Linked DNA regions of Pan troglodytes: region 2 is linked to region 1. Evidence: chromatin contacts called from public Hi-C data. All regions are on one chromosome and are shown on one strand. The core of a region is the stretch at or near the end of the contact, and the rest is flanking DNA. Distances in the headings are between cores, read along the strand shown. Region 1 has its middle 8.9 kb from the start of CAMK2N1. Region 2 overlaps PLA2G2F (phospholipase A2 group IIF).

The links. Hi-C and Micro-C count contacts between places; a contact is called where the count stands out from the background.
Region 2: a Hi-C map of stem cell-derived neural progenitor cells shows a contact between it and region 1, with 4 times the contacts expected there. The contact joins two enhancer-like sites. A contact is called at or near these places in 1 of 7 Hi-C or Micro-C datasets (stem cell-derived neural progenitor cells) and 1 of 1 datasets of contacts at active chromatin or transcription factors (stem cell-derived excitatory neurons).

The regions. Positions count from the first base shown.
Region 1 is chr1:210,702,404-210,710,242 of NHGRI_mPanTro3-v2.0_pri, forward strand. No RefSeq gene overlaps it. Among named protein-coding and RNA genes, the nearest start is that of CAMK2N1, 8.9 kb to the right of the region's middle. Within about 2 kb of position 4,703, at least 11 of the 24 cell types and tissues checked have an H3K27ac peak or open chromatin away from gene starts, as enhancers often do. A contact at or near this core is called in stem cell-derived neural progenitor cells, where this site is marked.
Region 2 is chr1:211,045,348-211,053,186 of NHGRI_mPanTro3-v2.0_pri, forward strand. PLA2G2F (phospholipase A2 group IIF) reads right to left here. Exons shown (of 5, transcript XM_001163707.5): 5 at 7,474-7,782. The coding sequence ends at 7,571. Among named protein-coding and RNA genes, the nearest start is that of PLA2G2F, 13 kb to the right of the region's middle. Within about 2 kb of position 3,459, at least 9 of the 24 cell types and tissues checked have an H3K27ac peak or open chromatin away from gene starts, as enhancers often do. A contact at or near this core is called in stem cell-derived neural progenitor cells, where this site is marked.

The DNA.
Region 1 (7,839 bases), core at 3,453-5,952:
ATTTAGCAATACTGCTGTGCACGAGGTACTGTGCCGTGTGCTGTTTCAAACTCATTTCAGAGTGAGTTCATCCTCACAAAACCCCTGCAGGCCGAGTCCTGGTGTCTCTGCTGTACAGGTGAGGAAGTAGGCCCAGAGAGGGTACATTCACTGGGCTGAGGGCACAGATACAGCAAGTCACGGGTCTGAATTTAAACCCCAAGCTATTTCTAAAGTCCTCATCTTCCTGCTCACCATTGTGGGGCCAGCGAATTCCTCAGTGCTAACAGGAACACTCACAAGAGATGTGTTCCCCAAGTCCATAGAGGAGAACTGGTGGCCACACTAGAGGAACAGGCAAAAGTTGGGGTAAGAATCCACCTGCCAATATTGAGTCCATCCAGTGAAGTACAAAGACGTTGGTTTTACACAAGGTGCTGGAGGGTGGGGCAAGGTGACAGGCCCCTGATGGGAATGGCCTCTTTGCGCACCTTGAAAGCCTCTGTCCCCTTTTCATCGTCCTTCTGGCGCTTAGCTTGTAACAGAAGGTGAATGAAGTGGCCTAGGGGGATTTGCATGGTAAGCTATCTGAGTTCAGCCCTTGGCATATCTTTTGTGGGGAAATCTGATCAAAGAGATTAAAAAGGAGCAGGCAGGCTGCTTTCCCTAGCCCACCTCAATCTTGGACATTCCAATTCATGAATTGGAATTGGAATTCCAATTCATCCCGTGTTCTTCCCCACTGAGCCTCCCAGCTGAGCTCCCTGTCGTGGGAGACCCAGGACCGGCCCACGGCCCCTGCCTCAGGAAGCTGGCATGTGCCTGGACCCGCTGGGTGCGAGGGCCCTGCTTGGTCCTATCCTGCCGGGGACTGAGACTGTCCCATACTCTACTTCAGCTGTCACTGGCCGTTCCCACCTATTTTAGGAGCCTAATCTCCAGGAGGGTTGCATGGGTCCTAAATGGATGTGTGGAACCAAGGCTGGCAGGAGGGATGACAGAGAAAAGGGGAAGCAGGAAGTCAGTTCTGAACTGACCATGGGATGATGATGAATTTTGAGTCTCCCCTAAATCACCCCTGTGCTCAGTCACTTTACTCCCAGGCAGCCAGCGTTGGGCAGGAATCATCTTGAATAATTGCTGCTGGTGTTCTGACTGTCCGTGCCAGGCACTTCATTTGCATTAGTGTGGCCCTATGCAGTGGATATTGTTGCCTCCAATTAGTGGGGCCCAGTGGGGTTACATTTTGCCTACATCCACACGTCCTCACAAGCCCAGCAATGTCAGGCTCTTCACAGGTATTGTTTCTAATATAGCAAACCAGCAAGGGATGCCACATCACCCTTTTACAGGTTATGTGACTTGTTCAAGGCTACCGTGATCTGACTATAAAACCTGCAATCTTTGCTTTTTATCACGAGGCCTGGGAGGCTAAAAAGGGAAGTTGTCCATGAGACAACTGAGTATTACCATAAATACACAGCATTTTACAAGCCGAGCAGCACCTCGGGAAGAACCAATCACATCCCCAGCTGATCTAGTGGATGGGGGCTGGAAGGCAGTCTTTGGAATCCAATTTCATTCAGAATTCTAATGGAAAATCTAAAAAGCAACAACCTGTGGGAAAATTAAATAGCAAACAATAACATGACAAACTAGCCACTCTGACACCCTCTGCAGCCGTGATCATAGGCCATGACAACTCCAGTTGGGGGATGGATGCTGATGGTCCCACAGGGCCTCTGGAATGCTCAAAGTTGGTATCATGGATGGGCATTTATATTTTGAGACGGAGTTTCGCTCTCATTGCCCAGGGTGGAGTGCAGTGGCATGACCTCGGCTCGCTGCAACCTCTACCTCCTGGGTTCAAGCAATTCTCCTGCCTCAGCTTCCCAAGTAGCTGGGATTACAGGTATGTGCCACCACGCCTGGCTAATTTTTTGTTTAGTAGAGACGGGGTTTCACCATGTTGGTCAGCTGGTCTCCAACTCCTGACCTCATGTGATCCACCTGCCTCAGCCTCCCAAAGTACTGGGATTACAGGTGTGCCCCACTGCACCCGGCTCATGGATGGGCATTTATTCACCCAACAAACATTTGCTGAATGTGTATTTTGTGCCTGGAAATACAAGATGAATAAGACAGTCTGTGCCTGCAAAGGGCTCAGAGTTGTTTCAAAGGATCTGAGTTGTTTGAACAGGAGTAAACCCTGTTTGACAGGTGTATTAGTCCCTTCTCACTCTGCTAGAAAGAAATACCTGAGACTGGGTAGTTCATAAAGAAAAGAGGTTTAATTGGTTCACGGTTCTGCAGGCTGTACAGGAAGCATAGCAGCTGCTGCTCCGCTTCTGGGGAGGCCTCAGGGAGGTTTCAGTCGTGGCAGAAGGCAAGGGGGAGAAGCACTTCATATGGCCGGAGCAGGAGGAAGTGGAGGGAGATGCTACATGCTTAAACAACCAGCTCTCACATCACTCACTCACTCACTATCATGAGAACAGCGCTGAGGGGGTGGTGTTAACCCATTCATGAGAACTTTGCCCCCACGATCCCATCACCTACTACCAGGCCCCACCTCTGACACTGAGGATTACAATTCGACATGAGATCCAAACCATATCAACATGTATGGTGACTCATCCAAACCATATCAACAGGTATGGTGACTCAGATCCAAACCATATCGACAGGTATGGTGACTCAGATCCAAACCATATCAACAGGTATGGTGACTCAGTTGTCGGGAACATTCGTGGTTCACAGAATATAGGACTTGAAAGGAGGCTTTGTGACAGGCCTGGTTAGAGCACATTCCATGACCATTAGCGATCAACCAACCAAGGGTGGTATCATTGCTGAAGGGAAGCAGAGAAAACATACCCCACAGAGTCGAGAATGATCTGTTTAAACCACCAACCTCGCCATGTCCCGCCTCTGCTTCAAGTTCACCTCCAGGTTCTCTGCCATCTGCAACATCGTGTCCTGGCTCTTCCATGGCATGAGAAGCCCTGCATGACCCTGTCCCTGGCCACCTCCCCACGGTTTTCTGCATCCCTTTCAGTCTCATACTTGTGACTCCAACAACATTGAACTGTTGAGTTTCCTTAAACATGCCATGCTGGCCAGGCAGTGGCTCACGCCTATAATCCCAGCACTTTGGGAGGCCGAGGCAGGAGGATCACTTGAGGCTAGGAAGTAGAATTTGAGATGAGCCTGGACAACATAGCAGGACACTTTCTCTACAAAAAATAAAAACAAAGCTGACCATGGTGGTACACACCTGTAGTCCCAGCCACTCAGGAGACTGAGGTAGGAGGATGGCTTGAGCCCAGGAGATTGAGGTTGCAGTGAGCTGTAATCATGCCACAGCACTCCAGCCTGGGCAACAGAGTGAGACCCCAACTCCAAAAAACAAATAAAAACAAATAGAACCCCATGCCATGCTGTTGTCTGTCTTTGTTCACATGAATTCCTGATCTGGAATGCTGGTCCTTTCTTCACCTTGCTAACATCGATTCACCCTTTAACACTCAGCTTTAGGTGTGTCCTCGAGGGAAAATCTTCCCTGTCCCTCCCCACCTAGGCTGGGTTAGGTATCCCTCCTCTGAGATTCCATAATAAGAGTCTCAAATCTCGATTCCTGCTCTTAGCCATATTGTCAATGTCTTGGGCGGGGACTGTCTCATAACTTTTCCTTCTCCAGCACAAATTCTGGGTTGTCAGTGCAGACTAATTAGAACTCACATCAGGGCTCACTATTTGCTAGGTACCCTGAGAAGTGCAGTACATAATGAACCCTTCCGGTCCTCACTTGCGAGGTACGGAGGAATGTGTTTGTATTATTCTTAAATAAAAGGAAACAGAGGCCCAGAGAGGTCAAGTGTCTTGCCCAAGTGCACAAGAGGGATGGGACTTAAACCCAGGCAGTCTGACTCCAGAGCCCAAGTTCTTAACTACAGAATGTACATGGAATGAATGAGTCAACCCATGAATGAAATAGTAGGTGTGGGCGAAACAATCCTGGAAGACTGCCTAGAGGAGCTGGTTTTTGGACCACAGATGAAAGTGGTGATTGTAAGGAGTGAGGGCAGCCCACCTTTTAGGACCTGGGAGCTAGGATGGATGAACTGTACAGGAGGAACTCCATGTCCAGTGACCTGTCCAGAGCTTTGAGGACTCCACACAGGAAAGTCAGGGCAGTGTCACCGGACGGTGATAAATGGTCTTGACTGGGAGCCCAATGACTGGCTTTCTCTCTGGTCCTGCTCCATTGCTGTGTGATCTTGATCAAGTGATTTAACCTCTCTGGGCCTTAGTTCTGTCTATGAAAGGACCAAGCTGGATTAGAAGCTCTCCTCCGTTCAGCTCTATTTTGCATGTCTATGAGAGGCAGCATGGGTGAGGGACTAGGGAGGGCAGTCCTGGAGCTGGTCTGAGAGATGAGATGTGGCTCCTCTGCAGGCTAGCTGGGTGCCACAGCCTCCAGACCGTGCTCCCAGAAAGCCGGGTGCTCAGCACATTTTCTCTCTAATTAGATAGTGTTAACTGATCAATTTTGAATGAGATCAGTTTCCATGTGTGCTGTCCTGAATTGCTCCCCGAAGTGCTCATTAGTCACTTCCCCTGCAGCTGCCTTATTGTTTTCCAGATGCCAGCGAGGGACTTGGCATTTCCCTTCCCTGAGACTGGAGCACGTGAGGCTGAGCCAGTGCCACTGGTGTGGGGCAGGGGGCGCTGAGCCAGTCTGGGTGAAGCCCCTCATCTCCTGCTCTTAACCCTTAGTCCCTGCTGGAGCCATTGCTCCTCATTAGGGACGTCACATCCACATTTTGTGGCCACGTGCTGCTGCTGCTGCCATTGGACCATGACTCTGGGGGGACCACAGCCGAACTCAACAAACATTTATTAAGCGCTGAGTGGGCCAGGCACCTTGCATCTGTAACCTGAATGCTCCCTAGGCCTGGGAGGGGGGCACAAACGAGGTCGTACTAATGTTAATGTCCAGATGACCATAATTGCAGGCTTCCATCCCCTCACCGTCTTCCCTAGCTATTAAAGGTGCTTCCTGCATTCCTAGTTACTGGGCTGTGCTCCACGCGTGCTTGCAACAAATCGCTCATCTTCATTTCCTCATTTCCTTCCTTCCCCAGCCCCTCCTAATGCTGCAGTCTCCACAATGCCCTCCAGGTGGCGCTATGTCTCTATGGTCGAGGAGGGCTGGAGGACTTGGAGGACAAACAGGTTGTGCTTCCAAAGGCCTGTGCAATTTTCCCTTCCCCAAGGGGTGGGGAACAGGCCTTGGAAGTCAGAGAGCAGACTCCGAGGAGGACGCTGGCCTCCTGATCCCAGGGCCAGCTGGGAACAGCCCGGAAAGGGCGAAGCAGTCTCTTCAATTTCCTCCTTTGTCGGCCCAACTCACTAGGGAGCTGGCTGCAGATGTGAAAGTTTTGAGAAACCCAGAAAATTCAGGGGGGACCAAAAATCCCACATTTCTCCCCTGTAATTTCCCAGGCATTCACATCTTTAAATATACTAACCATAATTTCTTTAAACAAAAACGAGATATGCATAATGCATTGCATGTTCTTAAAATATGCAAATGACTTCACACTGGGAGAGGATGCATGAAAAAAAATTGTATGGCACAGATTTTGATTTTTCTCCCCAGAAGATATTCCTCCGTGGAGAAATTCTGCTTCTCCAGCCTGGCCAGCTCTCTTCACTGCCTCGTGCTTTCTCCTGTGCTTCCGGCTTCTCTCTCTGCCTTCTCACTTCCCCGTCTTCTGCTTCCTCTCTTCCTCTGTCCCCTACTTTAATTGGAAGTTCTGCTTCTTGTCTGCCCAGTTTGTCTCCTGCCTTGGAGCCTGTGGAAGGGTTTCTTCCCCTGTGTGGGGATCTGTCTCCTTCTTTGAGATTGTTTTTAGTCTCTTGGATTCTGTTTCTGCCAATTTCTGCAGGTCTCGTTTTCACCTGTCCCTAGCACCTGCCTTCCTGATCAGATTGTCCTCTGCCATGACCAGCCCAGGACCTGGCAGGGCTGGATGGGGAGGGCCTCTGTGACCATGCACCGGTGGCTCTGTAGTCTTCTATTCTCCCTATTACGTAGGAAGTCGCTTCCTAGGAAGAAGAGACCCTCTTCTCCTCTCCTGAAGGCCGTAGGAGGCTCTGGGCCATGGGACTCACTGCTGGAGCTGTCCCTTGCTGTCACCGTAATGACTCAGTCTGCAACTCATTTGAGCCCCACAATCTCCCTTTGAGGCTGATCTTGTCCCACTCATTTTATGGCACAGAGGGATTCTGGCTCAGAGAGTGGAGTAACTGCCTCAAGACCACACAGGTTGGAGGGGGTGGAGCTGGGATTGAACTCAGGTCTCTGGGTCTACCCTCGTTTAACTGGCTTTTCATGGGATTCAGTGAGCAGGGTGCTGCACTGGTTCTTGGGAGGCCTGGTCTCAGTGCTGGTGGCTCTGTCTCCAGTTGAGCAGCTCATCTTCCTTATGTGGGACTCACTTTTCCCACCACACAGTGGGAAAGTATCCCTGCTGCGTCCTGCCCACTTCACAGGGCTATCATGGACGTTAAATACCTCACATCCATCGAGTGGGAAAGTGCTTGAATGCAGTGCTTGGGAACTGAGGGTCCAGAGACCTGCACAGCCAGGCTTCTCGGTGGGATCCTGGGCTCAGCAGTGAGGGGCCGCATCCCTCTGATCATAATGGAGCCATCACAGGTCTGACCCAGATCTGGGGGCCTCCTCAGTCGGTCCTGGCACCTCTTAGCTTAAGGAGTAAAGAGCTCTTCTGTTGTCACGGAACACTGGTGGGGGACCCTGTAATGCCACTTGAGGATCCAGCCCTGACTTTTCATGTGAGGGCTCTTTGGGGTTCAGCGATCCCCTGGAAATTGTTTACGCAATGTTCTGCTTCTGGGAAAGAGAATTGTCTCTTTCATCAGATTCCCGAAGGGGTCCTCAGTGTGTGAGAGCTTTGGACTCTAATCTACGCCCACTCTGTTTCTGTGGCTAGGCTGAGGTGTAGGGACCAGAAGAGGTTTGCTGGGCTTTCCTGGCCCCGGGCCTGCTCAGGGAGGCAGTGCCACCCAACAGTGGCGAGCCGGCCTCTGGCATCCGAACTGCTGCCTCCCATTGGCTGTGTGGTTTTGGGCTCATCTGTGAACTTTTCTGGCCTCGGAGCCCTCCTTCGTGGTATGGATGTGGCAGTCACAAGCCACCTTCTATGGCAGGCTCTCAGTAATGACTGGGGGTGGCTATTGAATTTGGAATCAGAGGGCAGTGGCTGCCCCTTCTGAACTGGGGTGGGGTCAGCTCCTCCTTAACCCCCTTTAGTGGCCACAGTTTGGCTCAGTTCATTGCTCTGCTGAAGTCAGGGGCTGCTTAGTTAGGGAGACTTCTAGCTTCTTCGGACCCCTGGGCAGGAGAAACCTGATAGGCCATGTGATGTTTTCAGAGCCTGGGCTTTGGAGCCCGGCCATGTTTCCAAACCTCTTGAGCCTCAGTTTCACCATCTGCCCACTGGGGCTAAAGTCATACCTGCCCTTACCTGCCCCCCAGGACACACTCCTGTGGTTGTAGAAGTCTGATTGTGCCAGGTCTGTCTGCTGTTCTCTCCTCCCTGTCTGGGCTTGAGAGGCAGCGAGAGTTTTCCAGGGCGCCCAGAGCCCCAGCACCTCCCACCAGCTAAGTCTGGGCTGGGAGTTGTAGACAGAATTTCTCCCTCAGAGCTCCAAGCCCAGAGTCCCCTGCCCGGCCCCATGCCATTGGTCCTCACGCACTGCTGACGTGGAATGATGGCGATGGGGGGCGCAGAGGCAGGGGGCAGGGTCAGGCACCTTTGTGGCCTTACC
Region 2 (7,839 bases), core at 2,209-4,708, 340 kb after region 1:
CGTAGAATTGTGCTGGGCTCTCATCTTTCCCTTAAATGACCTCAGAGACTTTGTTAACATTTGTGGCCTTCTGAGCTCCCTTCTTTAACCCTTCCAGAAGGGCTTCCCTGTACCGGTTTAGCCTTTGCATACTGTCTTTCATCTGGGTCCCACTGGGGGTCTGTTCCTGGTAATTGGATCCTCACATACTCTTGGGGGTTTTGGTAATCAGCAGGAACATGTTCTTCCAGCCACTTAGTTGCTGCTTGGAGCACTCTCCTCCTTTCATCTGTGTTAAAGAGGTACATGAGCACCTGGTGGCAATCAGCCCAGGTGGGGTTGTGGGTCTGGATTATAGTTTGGAGCAAATCAATTATAGCTTGAGGCTTTCCCGTATAGGATGGGGTATTGTTTTTCCTATTGAGGAGATCGGTAGGGGTGAAGAGCTGGTACACAAAGGCACGCCTCTCCACCATATGCCCGTCCTCATCTACCCCAGTATACCATTGCTGTCTCAGGGGCATTTGTATCCCAGTTCTAGGCCTCAAACAGGCTGCCAAGGGAGGGGTTTCTCCCGAGGCCTCGCATCCTTTCTTTTCTACTCTGGATGGCCTAGGGGTATATAGGCCTTGTGGAAGCTCGGGTGCAGTGGGCTCAGGAATGGAAGGCCTTCCTTCTTGGTAAAAGGGGGAGGTCACTGGTGCTGTTTCTTGCCATGAATCCTCTGATGTTGGGTCGGACAGGACTTTAGGAGTTGATTGCCTCGGTGGGTGGAGCAGGATTCTTCCTTGGCTGTTTGGCCCTTTGCCACTAGTATTACTACTGCCTATCCTCTTAACCACTGTGGGGGGGTCTAAAACCAGCTGTAACCAAGTGTCTATATATGGAAACTGGTCTAGGTATCCTTTACCAGTTACCTTGTGCCACACCTTTGAAACAAGGGACCTGTCTAGGCTTCCTTCTGTTGGCCAACCCACTTCTAATGTTGCTCAGTCTATCTCACACAAAGTTCTAAGCTTTCCTGGTGTCATAGTTCACTCCATAGTCTCCACCAAATCCTTCCTTGAAATTTTTCAACATAGTTCCTAGAAGAGTGGGCTTACTTTGCGTTCCACCCACCTTCCTCCCGAGACAAAACAACACTCACACTACAAGAAGGAAAGGGTAAAGGGGTCACTGTAGTCTCGACTGTCTCAAACTCAAGCACTCACTTTCACTTTCCTTTTTGCAAACAAGTCAAGCCAAATCAAAATCAATACTGAGACCAAAGTGCCGATTGCAAACAAGTCAAACCAAATCAAAATCAATGCCGAGACCCAAGTGCCGATAAGGGCACACGGTGGGTGATCAGTCCACGCTTCCACTCAAATGGAGTGGGGAAATTCCCAGGACCGGTCCTACCGTATTCCAGTTGTCCAGACTCCAAGTGCCAGTTCCTTCCCAGTGTTCAGCCACTGCGTCGATCCTCCACGGGGGCCTGCCATGCACCACTCTGATGAGGCATCCCACTGGGGCAAATACCTACCCGGGAGCACTCTCAGGATCCGCGTCACTCAAGCTGGCCAGAGCCGCCCACAGGGATACTTCGCAGGGCAGGCCTAAACTGCCTAAGGGGCTGCCTGGACCGTCCATCAGTCACCCCGCTTCCCGGTCAGGGAACTAAGAAATGTAGCAGGACGAGCCGTGGACAAAACCCCTCAGACACCAGGTTAAGGAAGGATTTGGCTTTATTTGCCTGGGAGTTTCGGCAGACTCGCGTCTCAAGAACAGAGCTCCCCGAAGACAGAGTTCCTGGCCGTTTTAAGGGCTTACAACTCTAAGGGGTTCCACGTGAAAGGGTCGTGGTAGATTGAGAGCACATGTGGTTAGAGTGGCGGGCTTGGGGGAGCGGTGGTTAAACTTTTAACCTCAGGCCTGGTCATCAGTGGCACTGGCTGGTCTTGCCACTGACTTCATTCCTGTTGTTTTTCAACTTTTACTTCCTCCTTCTCTTCAGAGACAGGAGACAGTAAGAGAAATGGCCTCTCTCCTCACCCACCTCCTAGGGCTGCTGAGAGGGTTAAATGAGAGGACACACAGAGCTCTGGGCACAGTGATCGATGCACTCTGCTTTTCTTACTTGGGCCCTGACATCCTGAGATCACAGACCCCTTTCCTTGGCAGAGCATGGGTGTTTTAGAGGGGTTGACTTTGGCAGGGCAATATGTCTTTTTTTTTTTTTTTTCCCTCAGACGGAGGCTCGTTTTGTCACCCAGGCCGGAGTGCAGTGGCGCGATCTCGGCTCACTGCAAGCTCCGCCTCCCAGGTTCATGCCATTCTCCTGCCTCAGCCTCCCGAGTAGCTGGGGCTACAGGCGCCCCCCCACCATGTCCGGCTAATTTTTTTTTTTTTTGTATTTTGTTTAGTAGAGACAGGGATTCACCGTATTAGCCAGGGTGGTCTCGATCTCCTGACCTCATGATCCGCCCACCTCAGCCTCCCAAAGTGCTGGGATTACAGCGGTGAGCCACCACGCCTGGCCCAATATGTCTTTCTTTTTTTTTTTTTTTTTTAACTGTGCACCCCTGTCTCCTGTTGCTAGGAGCCTTGGTGTTTTTCTCCAGAACTTTCCTTGTTGTCACAGTGGGTGGCATCAGCTGCTTGTCAGGAAGCCACAACTGGGGAAGCCAACAGCTAGCGTTACTGCGGCAGCCTCTGGAGGAAGGGCTGCCTCTCTGCATTCATAGTCAGGGCCGGGCCGAGGAAGTGGCGGCTCTCAGGCCCAGCTGGGGGCAGGGTCAGTCAAGGCCCCGGGTGCCTGGCTATGGCTTAGGGACAGCAAGGGTCCACAGACCCTTCCCTTCTGCATCCTCTCCCTCCTCCTCCTCCCACCCGCTCCCGTTCCCCCTCACACTCACAGGCAGGGAGCCAGATTGTCTTGCTAAATAACAGCTTTGCTTCTGCCAGTTTTCTGTTTGGGGAAGAATATCACAGGCAGTCCACTTCCATCAGCAACACCTTCTTCTACCTGCCGCTGTCTGCCACCCCGACCTGAAGGTCTTTTGCCCAGGGCACCAGTCACCCACTCTAGAAAATTTCCCTTCTCCACGCCAGGCCCTATGCTAGGGGCATTCTCATCCCTGAGCTCATGTCATCCTCAAACCCTATGGGGTGTGCTTCATTATCAACCACATTTTACAGAAGGGGGAAACTGAGGCTGAGAGGGGTGAAGCGACTTGCCACATCTACACTGCCCGCTAGGGACAGGGCCAGGGTGCCACCCAGCCTGTGCTGTTTGCTTTAAGGGCAGCGCTTCTCGAGAGGCGGTGATGACAACAATGAGAGGATGGTGGAGGCCATACTGACGGCTTCCTGTGCTCTCCTGGACACTGTGGGCCTGTGGCAGGCCCTCAACAGAATTCCACTCTGGGTCCAGGGCAGAGGGGCGGGAGGGGTGCGGTGGAGCACCGGTTGTGACCCGTGATGTCCACTAGGTGTCGCCCGCGTTCTGGAAAAGCTGTCAGGGACGCCCCACAGGTCGGAGGAACCGGGAAAGGAGCCGGGAGGGGCATGGGTCTCCCGAGGGGGTAGGCGGACCTAGGTCTGGGCAGAGATGGCAGCCCCAGGACAGGGAGGAGCACTAACAGCGCCGTCCTCACGCTTTAGCGTGGAAGACCTCAGTCCCCCGGATGGAGTCTTCATGGGTCCCCAGGGGAGGAGATCCCCAGGCGGTGGAAGGGGCCCCTCCTCACAAAATGTGACCCCCTGCTCCTCCTCTCCACGCCAGGGAGACCCCAGCTGCACCACCCCAGCTGCATCCATCCTCTTTTGGCACCTTTGGGACTGCCACACAGACCTGAGTCCTCACCCCTGTGCTCCCGGCCACACCACTTGGCACCGCGTGTCAAGGTTAAGAGCTCAGCGTCTGCCTCCCGCCTGGGCTGCAGGCTTCTCGGGAGGGGGGGGCGGGCAGAGGCTGGAAGCCCAGCACCACAGCTGGCACACAGGGGACTCTCATGCAGGGCTGCTGGGTGAACGAACCCGTGGGGTGAGCTTGTCCAGGGATTTTCAAACTTTTAAAATACTGAGTTGAGGAATCCCTCTTCTTGCAGGGTCGCCTGTGAAAGCTTCCCCATATAACACAGGGGTACCGGCTGATGTCCCCAGGGAAGCCCACGGCTTTAGGGAGCATGAGAAACAGCCGCTCTGGGCCAGGCGCGGTGGCTCATGCCTGTAATCCCAGCACTTTGGGAGGCCGAGGCGGGCGGATCACGAGGTCAAGAGATCGAGACCATCCTGGCTAACATAGTGAAACCCCGTCTCTACTAAAAATACAAAAAATTAGCCGGGCGTGGTGGTGGGCGCCTATAGTCCCAGCTACTCGGGAGGCTGAGGCAAGAGAATGGCGTGTACCCGGGAGGCGGAGCTTGCAGTGAGCCGAGATGGCGCCACTGCACTCCAGCCTGGGTGACAGAGTGAGACTCCGTCTCAAAAAAAAAAGAAAAGAAAAGAAAAGAAAAAGAAACAGCCGCTCTGGTCCCTGCAGGGGAGGCAACGGATGCCCATACAGGAAGGAGCCTGAGTCGGGAAGGGGCCAGGACCCAGCTGCCCTGCGGGACCCTCATGGCCCCACGGTCACTCACTTTCACTCTGAAGAAATATCCAGCCTCCATACTAATGATCTCGACTGTAATAATCTCCTGCTTTCCCCTCCCCACCCCACTCGGCTCACAAAGCCCTTTCCTCCCCACTGTCTCAGTGGCTGTCACAACAAGCCTGGGACCCTTCACTGCAGAAATGTAGTCCCATTTCACAGATGGGCCCACCAAGGCTCAACAGATGTCAGCGGCAGAGCTGGAAGGAGAACTGGATGGGCCGGCATCAGGACCTCGGTCTCTCCTCCCACTGCCCCAGGTGCCCACATCATAATTCAGGAGCTGCAAGGAGCAGGGATTAAAAGTCAGACGCAGCCAGGAGTGGTGGCTCACACCTGTAATTCCAGCACTTTGGGAGGCTGAGGTGGGCGGATCACTTGAGGTCAGGAGTTCGAGACCAGCCTGGCCAACATGGTGGAACCCTATCTCTAATAAAAATACAAAAATTAGCTGGGCGTGGTGGCGGGCGCCTGTAGTCCCAGCTACTCGGGAGGCCGAGGCAGGAGAATTGCTTGAATCCAGGAGGCGGAGGTTGCAGTGAGCCGAGATGACACCGCTGCACTCCAGCCTGGACAACATGGCGAGACTCTGTCTAAAAAAAAAAAAAAAAAAAAAATAGTCCGACACAGAGGACTCAGAGCCCAGCCCCACCACCTGTGACCTGTGTGACTTGAACTCTCTGGGACTCGGTTATTCAACAGAAATGGGTGGAGAGAGTACGGCAGAGATCTGTGCCTGAAAAGCGCTTAGCCCCGTTGTTATCATCATACCATGGTCATCGTCCCACTGCCGGACCACGGGGCCTAGGGTCCATAGTTTGGGCACCACTTCTCACTCCCAGGCTGGGGGCAGGAGGGAGACGGGCCATGCCAGCTACTGGGCATGGGAACCCACCTTCCCCAGAGCTGGAGAAGCAGGGTTGAGTCACTGTGCCCTCCCCCGATGCCTGGCCAAGGAGGGGCCAGCCATGGGGAGTTGAGGTAGGAGGCCTTTATTCATTTGAGGAGAGGAAGCCGAGTCCTGTGGAGATTATCCAGGAGCTGCAGCATCCGAAGCGTCTGGGGTGAGTGGGGGCAGGCAGGACCCCTGGCAGCAGAATCCCATCCCCAGACCCTGGCCTAGACTTTCCGAGGGACAGGGGAGGGTGTGTGTGCGGGGGGGAGGGGCGCAGCTGGGAACCTGCGTTCCCCCCAGCCGGAGAACCATGGCCAGCAGGAGGCGGCGGTGTGGCGTGGGGGGTGGGGGGCGTGGGCCCCTCCCAGACTGACTGTGGCGCTGGGTGGCAGTGTCCTTGTCTCCAAGGCTGGGGCTCTGGAAACCGCCTCTGGTCAGGTTTCCTGTCCTTTTTTTCATACATGTCCCTTCTGCCTCCTTCTCCACCCTTCCCGGCTCTCCCTCCCCAGCGACAATGGTGCTCCAGGGGCACTGCCAGGCGAGCTTGCTGGCGGCTGTTGAGTCCAGGCGGAGGGTGGCTTCAGTGGTTTTCGGGCAGGTGGGGCTGGCTCCGTGGAGGCTGCTGACCCTGAGTTGAGGCTCGGGCAGGTAAGGAGGAAGGTAAGGTGCACCTGGAGAAACAACAGTGCTGGGGGCCACAGGGCCGTCCCCTCCACTTCAGCCCCAGCTCCACGCCCCACACAGGAACCCAGCCCCGTAAGGCCCTGGCCCCCAGCTCCTCTGTGTTGCCTGGAGGCCCTTCCCTGCTGGCGGCTGTCACTCACCTCGTCTCTCCATGCTCCCATCTTCTCCCCTCTCCTTCACCACCCTGTTCCTTACTGCCTTCTAGAAGTTTCCATGTAGCCTCCTACCTTGACCCTCTTCTAGAAGTTTCCAGGCTGCCTCCCGCCTTGATGCTCTCCCTGCTTACGTTTCCCTCTTCACTGAGGTGGGTCTCAGCCCTCAGCCTCTTCCCCACCAATGGGACTTGTGACGCCTGCCCACAGCCCAGGGAGAGAGGGTGTGGGTCCCCCTCCGGTGTTCTGGCTGCCGTTCCAGGTGCAGGCCAGGAGGGATGGGACTTGCGACACCCATCCACAGCCCAGGGAGAGAGGGTGTGGGTGCCCCTCCAGTGTCCTGGCTGCCGTTCCAGGTGCAGGCCAGGAGGGCAGTGTCTGTCAGGGACCCGGAGCCGGGGGGTAGGAGTGCTCCTCAGACCCACGTGGTGTGGCAGAGCAGGGTTGGGGTGACGTGCATGGGTCGATGGGGGGCACAGAGAAGACTTGTAGGTGTTGAAGGCCATATTTTTGTGTGTCCCCATATTAGCCTGGGGGGTGTACCTGGGTGTGTGGCTCTGTCAGTGCCCAGGAGCCTGCTCTGAGGCTGGACTTCGGGGCTGGGACAGTCAGCACTGCACATCCCCTAGGGTCTGAACCTGGACTCATGGCCACCTCAGTGAGGGCTGGGGTGGGGCACCTGCTCTGTGAATGGGGCTTTAGAGAGCCTCAAGCCCAAAGTAGCCACCACCCCAGGCCATCCTGTGGGATCAACTGAGGGGCTCCCGGAACCCATGCTTTGTGACCAGCAATCTGCCTTCCTGTGATCTTGGGCTGAGGATGCATCCAGCTCTGGGCCTGGATGCTCAGACCCAGACTTTCTAAGGCTCAGACTTTCTAAGGCTCCGGGGAGTTAAACTGGCGCCAGCAATGGAGGCCCCACTCAGAGGCCCCTCCTCCTCTCTCTCAGGTCTCCCCGGCCACCCTCAGGAGAGACCCCTATAAGCTCTGTGCCTCCCACCCAGTCCAGAACCAGCAGCAGGAGGCACCCATGCCTGGGGCTGGGCTGGGGGAGTCAGGACCCAGGCCTTCCTGAGTCTTCTGAGGGCTGAGCCCTCACTGGAGAGCTCCAGGGAGGAGGCAACCAGCAACCCTCAGGCTCCCGGCCTGGCTCCTACCCTCCCTGCACCTCGTCTGGTCCCCAAGCCAGACCCTCCTCCCGCTCTTCTCTCTCAGACCTCAGAGGCTCTAGGGAGGGGCGGGGGGCGCTGGGGATTGGTGACTGCGGGTGGCCTCCTCAGGGGGCGGTTCATAGATGCTGCAGTTGGGCGTGGGGCCCTGGCAGTAGACATTGAGGAAGCCACGGTACTCCTCTCGGTACGTCTGGTTCATGAGGCACAGAACCACATTCTTGTCACACATGCATGTCTGCTTGTCACACTCTGTCTTGTTGAGGTCACCTATAGGGGGATGGGGGTGGCAAAGGCTGTGGATGAAAGGGGCAGCAGCTCCCCCAG